Linked DNA regions of Ovis aries: region 1 is linked to region 2. A link is a contact called in public Hi-C data. All regions are on one chromosome and are shown on one strand. Each heading gives the region's core, a stretch centred on a gene start, on an enhancer-like site or on the middle of the called end of the contact. The rest is flanking DNA. Distances are from core to core; before and after follow the strand shown. Region 1 has its middle 140 kb from the start of LPP. Region 2 overlaps LPP (LIM domain containing preferred translocation partner in lipoma).

Region 1 (5,606 bases), core at 2,109-4,608, 360 kb before region 2:
AAATAGGTACACAAGCTGTTCATGCCAACCCTTTAAAGAGACTTCACAAGGACGCTGGTGGTGTCTCAGGTGACTCAGTGGTAAGGAATCTGCTGCCACTGCAGGAGATGGCAGGAGACGCACATTTGACCTCTGGGTCAAAAAGGTCCCCTGGAGGAAGAAATGGCAACCCACCCCAATCTTCTTGCCTGGAGAATCTCATGAACAGAGAAGCCTGGCAGGCTACAGTCCATAGGATTGCAAGGAGCCAGACAGCTGAACACGGATGCACATGCAGGCACAGGGACACCAGCAGAGAGAGACAAACACAGAAAAGGGACACGATTTGAGAATTCCCTCCTACGTTCTCACCTGGTCTCTAGCTCACACTGTGGTGAAACTGTGAGCCCAGGATGCTAACAAGTCTTCTTTATCTCATCTCCTTCTCCTCCCCTCTTGCCTCTGGGTGACATCTTCACGGACATCAGATGACTACTCCTGTGCGTCTCATATATGCAGATGTCATGACCTTTGTGAGGCACTTCACAGCCTGCAAATGACCTTCTCTAACTTGGGTGACCTTTAGAACCTCCCTGGGACCTAGGCGATGGTGTGACTGCCACCGTTTTCATGGGCCAACGAGACAGTGCAGAAGGAGTGCCTGCTAGGTGCCTGGTCAGAGCCCCCTACAGTTCTCTCCCCTCAGTTCAGTCACTGAGTCGTGTCCGACTCTTTGCGACCTCATGGACTGCACCATGCCAGGCCTCCCTGTCCATCACAAACTCCCGGACTTTACTCAAACTCGTGTCCATTGAGTCAGTGATGCCATCCAGCCATCTCATCCTCTGTCGTCCCCTTCTCCTCCTGCCCCCAATCCCTCCCAGCATCAGGGTCTTTTCCAATGAGTCAACTCTTCGCATGAGGTGGCCAAAGTACTGGAGTTTCAGCTTTAGCATCAGTCCTTCCAAAGAACACCCAGGACTGATCTCCTTTAGAATGGACTGGTTGGATCTCCTTGCAGTCCAAGGGACTCTCAAGAGTCTTCTCCAACACCACAGTTTAGAAGCATCAATTCTTCGGCGCTCAGCTTTCTTTATAGTCCAACTCTCACATCCATACATGACCACTGGAAAAACCATAGCCTTGACTAGATGGACATTTGTTGGCAAAGTAATGTCTCTGCTTTTTAATATAATGTCTAGATTGATCATAACTTTTCTTCTCAGGAGTAAGCATCTTTTAATTTCATGGCCGCAGTCACCATCTGCAGTAATTTTGGAGCCCCCCAAAATAAAGTCTGACACTGTTTCTGCTGTTTCCCCATCTATTTGCCATGAAGTGATGGGACCAGATGCCATGATCTTCGTTTTCTGAATGCTGAGCTTTAAGCCAACTTTTTCACTCTCCTCTTTCACTTTCATCAAGAGGCTCTTTAGTTCTTCTTCGTTTTCTGCCATAAGGGTGGTGTCATCTGCATATCTGAGGCTATTGATATTTCTCCCGGCAATCTTGATTCCAGCTTGTGCTTCCTCCAGCCCAGCGTTTCTTGTGATGTACTCTGCATATAAGTTAAATAAGCAGGGTGGCAGTATACAGCCTTGACGTACTCCTTTTCCTATTTGGAACCAGTCTGTTGTTCCATGTCCAGTTCTAACTGTTTGTTCCTGACCAGCATACAGGTTTCTCAAGAGGCAGGTCAGGTGGTTTGGTATGCCCGTCTCTTTCAGAATTTTCCACACAGTCAAAGGCTTTGGCATAGTCAATGAAGCAGAAATAGATGTTTTTCTGGAACTCTCTTGCTTTTTCAATGATCCAACGGATGTTGGCAATTTGATCTCTGGTTCCTCTTCCTTTTCTAAAACAAGCTTAAACATTTGGAAGTTCACAGTTCACATATTGTTGAAGCCTGGCTTGGAGAATTTTGAGCATTACTTTACTAGCTCTCAACAGCTATGACCCATCCCCACCAGCTCCAACACTCACTGGACCCCAGTAACCTTGTGTAGCTTGTTAGTTGCTCTGTCGTGTCCACCTCTTTGAGACCCCATGGACTGTAGCCCACCAGGCTCCTCTGTCCTTCCCCTGCCCCCAGTTTGCCTTACCAAGGAGGAAAGGCAGGAATTATGCACTGATTATACATGACCTTTAGAAAGAATTTGATTCAAAAGATTATTTTCAAGGAAAGGATCTCAAATTGTGTTTTAATTTAATTTTATGAGGAAAATCCATACACATTTTCTATTTTCCACCCCAGTGGCTTCTTGGCTGATGACCAGATGCTTCCTTCCATTTTGACATGGTAAAATCAGGGTGCCTCAGCAGCACATCCAGATGAACTCTTGCTGTTCTTCCAAAATCCAGGTTTGAGCTCAGTCTGGATCAAGATGAAATAGTGCCATTATTCCCCAATTGGCTTTTTACTTCTTGCTTTATCTTTCCACACTTTCTCTTCCTGCCTTTCTCTCAAATTACCAAAGGCACAAGTACTCCAAGTCACAAAACTTAAGACTCTCTTAATTTCTCTTCCTCCTTTCTAGTCCAAGCTAACCGAGGATCATTTAGTTTCCTCAGACACAGAGTGCCTACTCTCTAATCCGTGTAGTAATAATACAGAATGTGCTTTAGAATACTTATAATTTAAACTTTTCACAGATTCTTAGTGTTCTTTAGAATTAGACTGCTCTTCTCTCCATTTAAGACAGATATTTCCATTACCTTCAGCATGCTGACATCAGATTATAGCATGGAGAGGGGCTGCTCCATGCAAAGCTTAAGAGGTCATCTTATTAATCAATTGGATAGAAGACTAATTTATTCATTCAACACATACTTACTAGTCACTTAACCTGAACTCCTATAGTGCCCAAGATCCTGTAGCGTGTACTTGTTATGCTACTTGAGATACGGTAGTATGTACATCTTCCAATTAGGCTATGAGGTCCTTCAGAAGACTCTGGCCTCAGCTTGCTGCTCCCTATTTTATGACATTGAGTGACTCACTTCACTTCTCTGGGCCTCAGTTTCCCCTTTGTGGTAGTTGGTTAAACAGAGCATTCTAAGTCCACAGATTCATTTTCTTTTCCTTCAATTCAGCAAATATGGGTTAAGCACAGAACACAAGATCTACTAAAAGAGCTCAAAGACGGAGAGATCAAGTACTATTTAAAAGAAATCAGGTCACTGTTGAAGCTGGGAGATGGGTACACAGAGTGTCACCACACAGCTCTGTCCACTTACCTGCATATTAGAAAATATCCTACTAAGAAGAATAAAAACAAAGACAAAGAAAGCCAGCAGGTGTCACATTGCAGGTCACCATTGAGCGGGATAGAAGCATGGGTAGGATTTCAGTGAGCCGACACTGGGTCGGGGCCATTCCAGGCAGGGCACATCCTGAGCCAAAGCACTGAGACTGGAAAATACATGGTGTTTGCAAAGCACCTGGAGTAGTCATGTGTGGCCACAGTTCAGCATGTGAGGAGGGAGTGAGGGAGCTGAACTGGAAAGGTATCCTGGGGTCAGAGCTGAAGGGTCTAGAGAGGCATGGTGCTAACCTCACTGGCAAGGGAAAGTGACTTCATTGCTTAAGCACAAATTGGCTCTGTCCCTTGTCCGTCAGTCCGGTGCAGGCCTGGGAGAAGGGCCTGTGGCAGAAATTGGCAGAGGAGGGTGCTGGCAGCTCCGCCAGGCTTGTTTCTTCACCAGGAAACAAAGTTTCCTGTAACTCAGACCCATGAATCAGCATTTCCTCTGTCAATAATACACAGCAAGAAATGCAACAGCACAGGGCTTGGGGTAATGGAAGAAAGGAAGGAATATTCCATGACACAGCCAGGCTCTGCTCTCCTTTCCTCTCATAAAACATTCCTGATAAGCTCCCAAATAACACTTGGGTTTCGTAAGATAAGTTCCTCAAACAGCCTCACAGTATCACGTGAAGATTAAGTCCTCCAGAATACCCAGCTCTCTTGTCGTAGTATGTGCCTCCATCACCATTAGGATAAGGAAGATCACATTCTGAATTCTTTCATGTGTGATAACTAAACACTAATATAACTCTTTTATCCCTGTAGAAGTTTGAGTGTATGTGTGATTTGCCTTTTAGTTTTTGCCCTTGTCCAATAATCTATTTGATTCTCATGATAATCCTGTAAGGTACAAAGGGAATATTATACCTATTTTGTAAGAACGGATACCAAGGCAGGGAAATGAAAAGCTTCTTCCCCATCAAATCTGTTTTAAAGATGACAGAACTGTCACCAACTCTTCAGTCTCCAGTCCAAGGTTCTTTTCAAGGTTGCAGATGTTTAATAAATAAATAAATAAACTAATTTGTTTTAAATATATTGATGCTTTTGAATTGTGGTGCTAGAGAAGACTCTTGAGAGTCTCTTGGACTACAGGGAGATCAAACCGGTTAATCTTAAAGGGAATCAACTCTGAATATTCATTGGAAGGACTGTTGCTGAAGCTGAAGCTCCACAACTCTGGCCACTTGATGTGAACAGTTGGCTCATTTGAAAAGACCCTGATGCTGGGAAAGATTGAGGGCAGGAGGAGAAGGGGAGACAGAGGATAAGATGGTTGGATGGTATCACAGACTCAATGGACATGAGTTAAAGCAAACTTCAGGAGATGGTGAAGTACAGGGAAACCTGTTGTGCTACGGTCCATGGGGTCACAAAGAGTTGGACATGATGTAGTGACTGAACAAGAACAAAGTATTAAATTAATTAATGATCTATTTAATTAAAAAATATATATATGTATGCATATGTCTTCTGAGCACCAGAAAGAATTTCATTCTCTCCCTTATTCCCATCATTCATTGATCAGAAATGTATGGACCACACTCTCTTGGAGGTGTGTTCAGTAGTGATCAAAATGAACAAAAGCTCTGCCTTCCTAAAACTTCCATTCTAATTGAGGCACTCAGAAAGTAACTGAGCTAAAAGCAAAACACGGAATATGTTAGAGAGTTATACAAGCTTTAAAGAAAGAAAGTAAAAGATAAAAAAGTGTTGATTGGTGTTCGGTAACCATCTCCTTGAAATGTTGTGTTCAAGTCAAGACCTGAGGAGGTGAACAAATAAGCCATGAAGATATATGGAGTTGGGGGTTCAGTTCAGTTGCTTTGAAAGTGAAAGTGAAAGTGAAGTCGCTCAGTCGTGTCCGACTCTTTGCAACCCCATGGACAGTAGCCTACCAGGCTCCTTCATCCATGGGATTTTCCAGGCAAGAGTACTGGAGTGGGGTGCCATGTCCTTCTCCAGGGGATCTTCCTGACCCAGGGATTGAACCCGGGTCTTCTGCATTGTAGGCAGACGCTTTACCATCTGAGCTGCCTTTAGTTGTGCCCAATTCTTTGCAACCCTATGGACCATAGCCCGCCAGGCTCCTCTGTCCATGGGATTCTCCAAGCAAGAAGACTAGAGTGGGTTGCCATGCCCTCCTCCAGGAGAACTTCCCAACCCAGGGATCGAATCTGTGTCTTTTATAAAGTCTCCTGCATTGGCAGGCAGGTTCTATACCATGAGCACCACCTGGTAAGCCTGAAGTTGCGGGTAGGGGTTCAACAACAGAAAAAGGAAAGCAAGTGCCGGCACTCTGACAGAGTACCTTCCTAG
Region 2 (6,269 bases), core at 918-3,417:
CATTAGATCTCTATTTGTCAGTGTAATTAATCATATTACAGAAGGGAAGGCAAGAGTTTTATTTTAGGGAGTCCCTAAGGGGAATTCCTATTTATCAGAAAAAATGCCATAAGGAGGGAAGAGTCTGAGCTGGGAGAGTATTCTAAACTGTTTTGGTTTCAAACATCTTGGAAAGTACGACAGGGAGACCTGCGATTTTGTGAGTGCTCACCGTGTCTGGGGGGAGTTCCATCTCTGGCAAGGGTTGTCAGCCTTCCGTCTTGAATGCTTTGCCTCCTCCCCTGCTCCTGTGGAATATACATTTCAAACTTCCAAGGGAAATCAATATAAAATAGTTAATTTAAAGTAAATTAAATAGACATGTAACCTATGGGCTGGCATTGAATTCTTTTGACTTCATTTCCCTTAACTTTTGTGTAACCTCTGTTTAACAATGTAAAACGTTGATAAATAATACCTCCATCTTTACTCTTGTATGCTAGTGAATACATTTGGACACATTTTATTCCTGTTTCTTGCCCACTCCCTAATTTTTCCTGTTCCAACTTCAGAGTTAGTCAAACCTGCTGTGCTATTTGAAATGAAGTAGACATAAAACTTCTTATAATACTGATGGTCGTGGTAATAGGAGTGGTAACAGTAAAGATTTAGTTGAAGTTAATAATCTGATTTTCTTGGTAAAGGTGATGTTCTTTGCTTCACGAGAAAGCGGCTGAATGAGGTCTCTAGCTTCTTGTAGATTTCTGCTGTATCTTGTATTTTTCTACTCCCGCACGATCATTCTGGTACCTTCTTCCCTCCTTACTGGAAAGCACGTGCTTCTGGAGCAGGGTAGCCCCCAAGATCTTCTCTCCTCACTGCTGATTGCTCTGCCCTCTTAACAATTGCAGTAATAAGCTCCAAGCTCAAAGCATGGGAGGTCTTTGGCCAGAGGGCCTTTGTGAGAGGATCCTAACATGTTCAGAATTCTCTTGGATTCACTGACTCTCATTATTACTATATTATAAATGAAGTGACTATATATAAGGGATTGTCTAAACTGGGACTCTTCCGAGAGTGAAAGGGGCACTGTTAATAATTACACTGAAACCATAAATTGGATGCATGGTCACCCTAATTATAAGAAATTGTGGAGGACAGTGTTTGAAATGTGAACTGACATGATTCAGAACTAGAATTTAACTCTTCATCTTCCCAAATCTTTCCCTTCTCTTTTATATAATAATCACGTGCTGACCCCGATGATGGGACAGGTAACTAGGCACTAGGAAAATAAAGGAAGACACCATCTGTGTTCTTTATTTGCTACAATCACTGTAATATTCGAAAGCAGAGGGTTGTCAAACTGGCTCGGTGCAGAGTTCTTATTGGAGGTAATTAGGTTTATACTTCTTCCTCCCCACTCCACCCAACCCCCCACCGCTCCCCCCGCCCCACAACTGAAGTGTATTCTGTCAAAAGACAAAGATTTAAATAAATCCGAGGAATCACTTTATCAATTTGTCTATTTTATTCTTGGGGTTTCTTAAAGATTTGGTGTGAAGAAACCCATTTTTCTTAACGATAAGTTTGAAAACTGCTGGTTTGAGATTTCAAATTCTATGTTATTGTTCTCAAGCTGTAAGTCTAGTTGGAGGAAAAAAGAAGAATCGGACTATCTAAACTTGGGACACAGAAAAAAATAAATAGGAAACTAAAAAGATATTTTAAGTATCTGGAGGGCTGCCATGTAGAAGAAAGCTTATGATTCCAAGGCAAAGGCAGGACTGATCGGTGGTTCTTAGGGGAATACCGGTTTCAGCCTTAACATAACTTTCTAGTAGTTACAACTTTTCTGCCATGAAAGGGGCTGCCTTGTGAAGTAGTAAGTTCCTTGTCATTGGTGTGGATAAGCAGACTCACAGAGGGTGGTTCAGTTTCAGCTTCAGCTCTGCGTTAGAAGAAATAACTTCAGTAACAATTTCATGCTTCTTGGATACTGCCTTACATATGTTTAAAGTGTGTGTGTGTGTGTGTTATTTCCCCAGAATATTAGCCAACTTAGAACATTTTTGACACACGGCATTGTCTTTTTTTTTGCGAGGTAGTCAGTAACTGATAAAAATACAGAAGGCGCAACACCAGCACTCTCATCGAGAGAAATTTGAAAAGGAATAACATCCACCCCTGTCATTCTGAAACTGATCCGAAACAGCCTGGCTCGTTTTTACTCAGTGGCTATTGGTCGATGCTTCTACAGATTTTGTCTCTGTTTCAAAATCTTGAAATAAAAGTGGAACAACTTCCAACATGACTTAAGATAAAGGTCACTGGTTGAAAATGGTTTCAATTGTTTTGCTATTAAATGTGAAATTGCAAAACTAGCCTCTCTTACATAACTTGAATTTATAGTACATTCCAAAGAGAAGCCTGTCTGTTTTTTATGCCATTTTAATTGCTGAGATGCTTCTCCAGGCTCTTGGATTGGTGTTAACCAGAAACTATGATTTCAGAGCTGTAAGGTATTGAGTTTCTTTGTTTTTTAAAACTGTATCTTATGGTCCTTGAAGAGGAAAAGTTGTACCTCTTCTTCCTCCCTTTATTTTTCCAGTGACTGAGCAATTTAACTGAATTTAGCAATATCCTTGTATTCTAACCCTAAGATGAAGTAGATCTTGGGTTTAATAGAAATTTAAGATGGAAATTAATTATCAGATAAACAAAGATTAACTTGGAAACCTTAATCTGTAATAATATTATCTAAATTCAATAATGTTAATTCAAATTATAGCCTTCAAACTCTATGCAAAAGCTCTGAACTAGTTTACAAGCAGTAATGTGATAGTACGGTGCAAACAGTACAGTTGACAGGTGACAGCTTTGTGAGCAATATAATGTTTGGAAGCTGGAGGATGACGGTTAACTCTGTGTCTTATTGCTATGCTTACTCTTGGCAGGTTATGTGGTCTGAGCAAACATTGCTTCAGAGTCACAAAGAGTAGTGTCATGTGAACATGGCCTGAGATTTGTCAATAGAGGGTTTATATTCATTGAGGAAAAAGTGAACTTTTTCTGCTTTTTAAATGATATCTAAATAGAATTATCTCTCTCTTATTTAATATACTTTTCTATGGGAATATCAATGTGAATTTATAATAAAGAAGAACACAAAATTATTTAAAAAAATCAAAATCAGTGAAAACTTCCCTCAAGGTCTAGTAATAGTCTCTGACCTATCTAATGGGTACAACAGACCTGTAAACAGATAGCTAAAATGTGGTGTTTGTGTGTTTTAATACAAGTTTGAACAAGCTGTCAGGGGAATGCAGACAATGAGCAGCAATTAACTTATGGACCTACCCACTTGGCAGTGGGTTTAGGATGAGAGGATTCCAGCCAGATAACCACCAAGGGGATTGCTAGGCCTCATTAGAGATGCTGTTGGTGATTTTTTCCCTTAGTCATTTTTTCATCCTGGTGAAGGTATAAGATATATATCAGGATTTTAAATGCTTATGAATCAAGCAATGAGAATCTCATCTTTGTAAAGCCAGATTTCCACTTTTAGGAATAGACTTACTGAACTCAAAGAGCTCAAGGTATTTATTGTCCCCTTTTCTTGGTCTTGTACAGAAAAAAGTCTGTTAGAATGAGACTTAAATCTCCTTAAGAGCACATGTTAAAAATAAGCACAGCACACTCTACAGACTAGCCGTACCATGATAGAGCATAGCATGTTGTTGAGAGAGGGAATTTTTTAAAAAAGTTATTTATTTTTTTGATTGAAGGATAATTGTGTTACAGTATTTTGTTGTTTTCTGTCAAATCTCTCTGAGCTTCCCTCCCATCTCCCTCCCCACCCTATCCCTTAGGTTGATACAGAGCCCCTGTTTAAGTTCCCTGAAACATACAGCAAATTCCCATTGGCTATCTATTTTACATATCACAATGTAAGTTTCCATGTTACTCTCTCCGTACATCTCACCCTCTGCTCCCCTCTCCCTGTGTCCATAAGTTTGTTCTCTATGTCTCTTTCTCCATTGCTGCCCTGCAAATATATTCTTCAGCATTATCTTTCTGGATTTGAAAGAGGGAATTTTGGAGATCATCTTCTTAATGCTTATTATTTTAGAGCTGGAGAATTTGAGGTCCAGACAGGGTACATATTTTCTTGTTCACTTAGCCAAGTATAACCATTGTCACTAAATGTGATCTGAAGTGCAATGTTGGGGTCATGAGTTCAGGGCTAATTTCCAGTGGCGTGCGTGCCCTTTTGGAAGAGAAATTCTTTGCTCCTGTGTCTATTTCTTTCCCTTTTACTCACTCTTTCTAGTTACTATCCAAAAGTCAATAGAGTTTCTTGATTGTTTAATGAAAGTTTTCCACTACAAACCTTTCTAGAAGCAGAGTGACTGGGTGTGTATCCAATCTCTGATATGCACTAACTGCTGTGTTACATTGCATGAGCCATCTCAGCTTTTAAAAATCTTGGTTGTCAAATTAGAAGGAACAAATTGGTCCCTAAGATATCTCCCAGCTGGGACTTGCTGTGACCTCTTAGCCACTGAATAGCCTGTCTTGGCTGTTGTCACCTGGTTGCGGCAAATAAAAACCAAGGAGCTAGCAATTGGTGTGGTTCCATTCTCTCCTTTACCTTTTCCTGCGAGGCCTGCTCTTCCAGCGCTATTGTTTCCCTGTCAGGGTGGATTGTTCCCTTTTTGTGTGACGTTCTGAATCTGGAGTGACAGTGTGAGGTGGGGTATGTTCTATTCTGCCTCACTTCTTTATCAGAGATGGATGTTTACTTGAATGGATTGATGCTTCTCCATCTTCCTGCTTCTTAGTTTACTGGCATCTGCAAATGTATTCATAGATGGATTTTCCCCGCCATCATCTGTATTGCCAGCCCTAGGGATTATACCTTTAGCATTGATTTGTATTCACACTAACTCTGTGCCAGGCAGGTTGGCACTTAACCTGTTGATTCCTAGTCTACCTCTTCACTCCACCATCCCTACTCACGAGGACTCATGGGAGAGGAGCTGGTTTTGTAAGAAACCTCTGCTCGCTCAACTGGCGGACTTGCTAGGAGGAGTCATAGACCATGAGGGTTAGAAGGAATGATGGCAGGCATCTCATCTTCAGCTTACAGATAAGGAGACACACTGAGGTTCAAAGAGGTCAGGTTACTAAAGTCACAGAGCCAGTTAGTGACTGAGCTAGAAATTCTACCCGAGTCCTCTGCATCTCAGTCCCATGTTTTTTCCTGTATTTCCAACTGTCTCTCAGATAGTCTATATAAAGGTTTGGCATTTCTGTAGAGATGTTCTCTTGTCACCCCTTCCGAGTAATGCCAGCTGTCCATGCAGAGAGTGGGGCACTTAGCCAGTGCAGGGCCAGAGCTGCCTGTAAAGAGAAGTGGAGTGAATGCATTGACATTTTCAGACCATGGCAGATCCTGTTTGCCCTTCTAGCTCTCATCAGAGTAAGAGTGATTACATTTGCTGTTCAACTAACAATTGTGTGCAATTTTCAGCCTGCCTTGTTCTTTAACGTTGTCTTCCCACGCTTCTATCACATGCCATGGCATATCTATCTGCTTAGCAATTACACTGGTAGGGACTTACCTACACCATTTGGGAAAGGTTTGCCTAAAGTACTTATTTGCTTGTGCATAATAAATCTTGATTGATACCTTGGTAATCTCTGAGATCAATCTAAGGTTCCCTCCCACAATGGGGAGGATTGAAGAGTCAGGAAACGGGTGACAAAAGAAAGAAGGAAAAACAAAAGAGGGCTGTGATTCCTCATTGATGAGCTAAGAGGAGGATTATGGATGATTAGGAATCTCCATGCCTGACTTTTACTTGTTTCTGGCTAGTTCTACAGTCAGGATCTTCCCTAGACTTGAGTTTGTGAGTAGAGTTGTCATTTGTATTCATCTAATAATCCAGTCCAATTGGGCCTCCTCGCTGGCTCAGCGGGTAAAAAATCTGCTTGCAATGCAGGAGATTTGGGTTTGAACCTTGGGTCAGGAGGATCCCCTGGAGGAGAAATGCAACCCACTCCAGTATTCTTGCTTTGGAAATCTCATGGACAGAGGAGTCTGGTGGGCTACAGTAGAGTCGCAAAGAGTTGAACCTGACTTAGTGAGTAAATGACAACTGCACAAAATAGTCCAATCAAATCATTTTTAGAGGCAGCCACTGTGATCCCATAGAAAGCAAAGATTGCACTATGAGCTTGTGGCATAGCTGAGACTGGGACCTGGGTCTGAATTCAGAAGATCA

What was found. A called contact is a pair of places that touch in the nucleus more often than the background predicts.
Region 1: a contact with region 2 is called in a Hi-C map of liver, with 2.7 times the contacts expected there. The contact joins two enhancer-like sites. A contact is called at or near these places in 2 of 16 Hi-C or Micro-C datasets (liver and mixed tissues).

Annotation. Positions count from the first base shown.
Region 1 is chr1:200,123,378-200,128,983 of ARS-UI_Ramb_v3.0, reverse strand. No RefSeq gene overlaps it. Among named protein-coding and RNA genes, the nearest start is that of LPP, 140 kb to the right of the region's middle. Within about 2 kb of position 3,358, at least 16 of the 54 cell types and tissues checked have an H3K27ac peak or open chromatin away from gene starts, as enhancers often do. A contact at or near this core is called in liver, where this site is marked.
Region 2 is chr1:199,758,654-199,764,922 of ARS-UI_Ramb_v3.0, reverse strand. All of the region lies in intron 3 of LPP (LIM domain containing preferred translocation partner in lipoma), which reads left to right. Among named protein-coding and RNA genes, the nearest start is that of LPP, 230 kb to the left of the region's middle. Within about 2 kb of position 2,167, at least 10 of the 54 cell types and tissues checked have an H3K27ac peak or open chromatin away from gene starts, as enhancers often do. A contact at or near this core is called in liver, where this site is marked.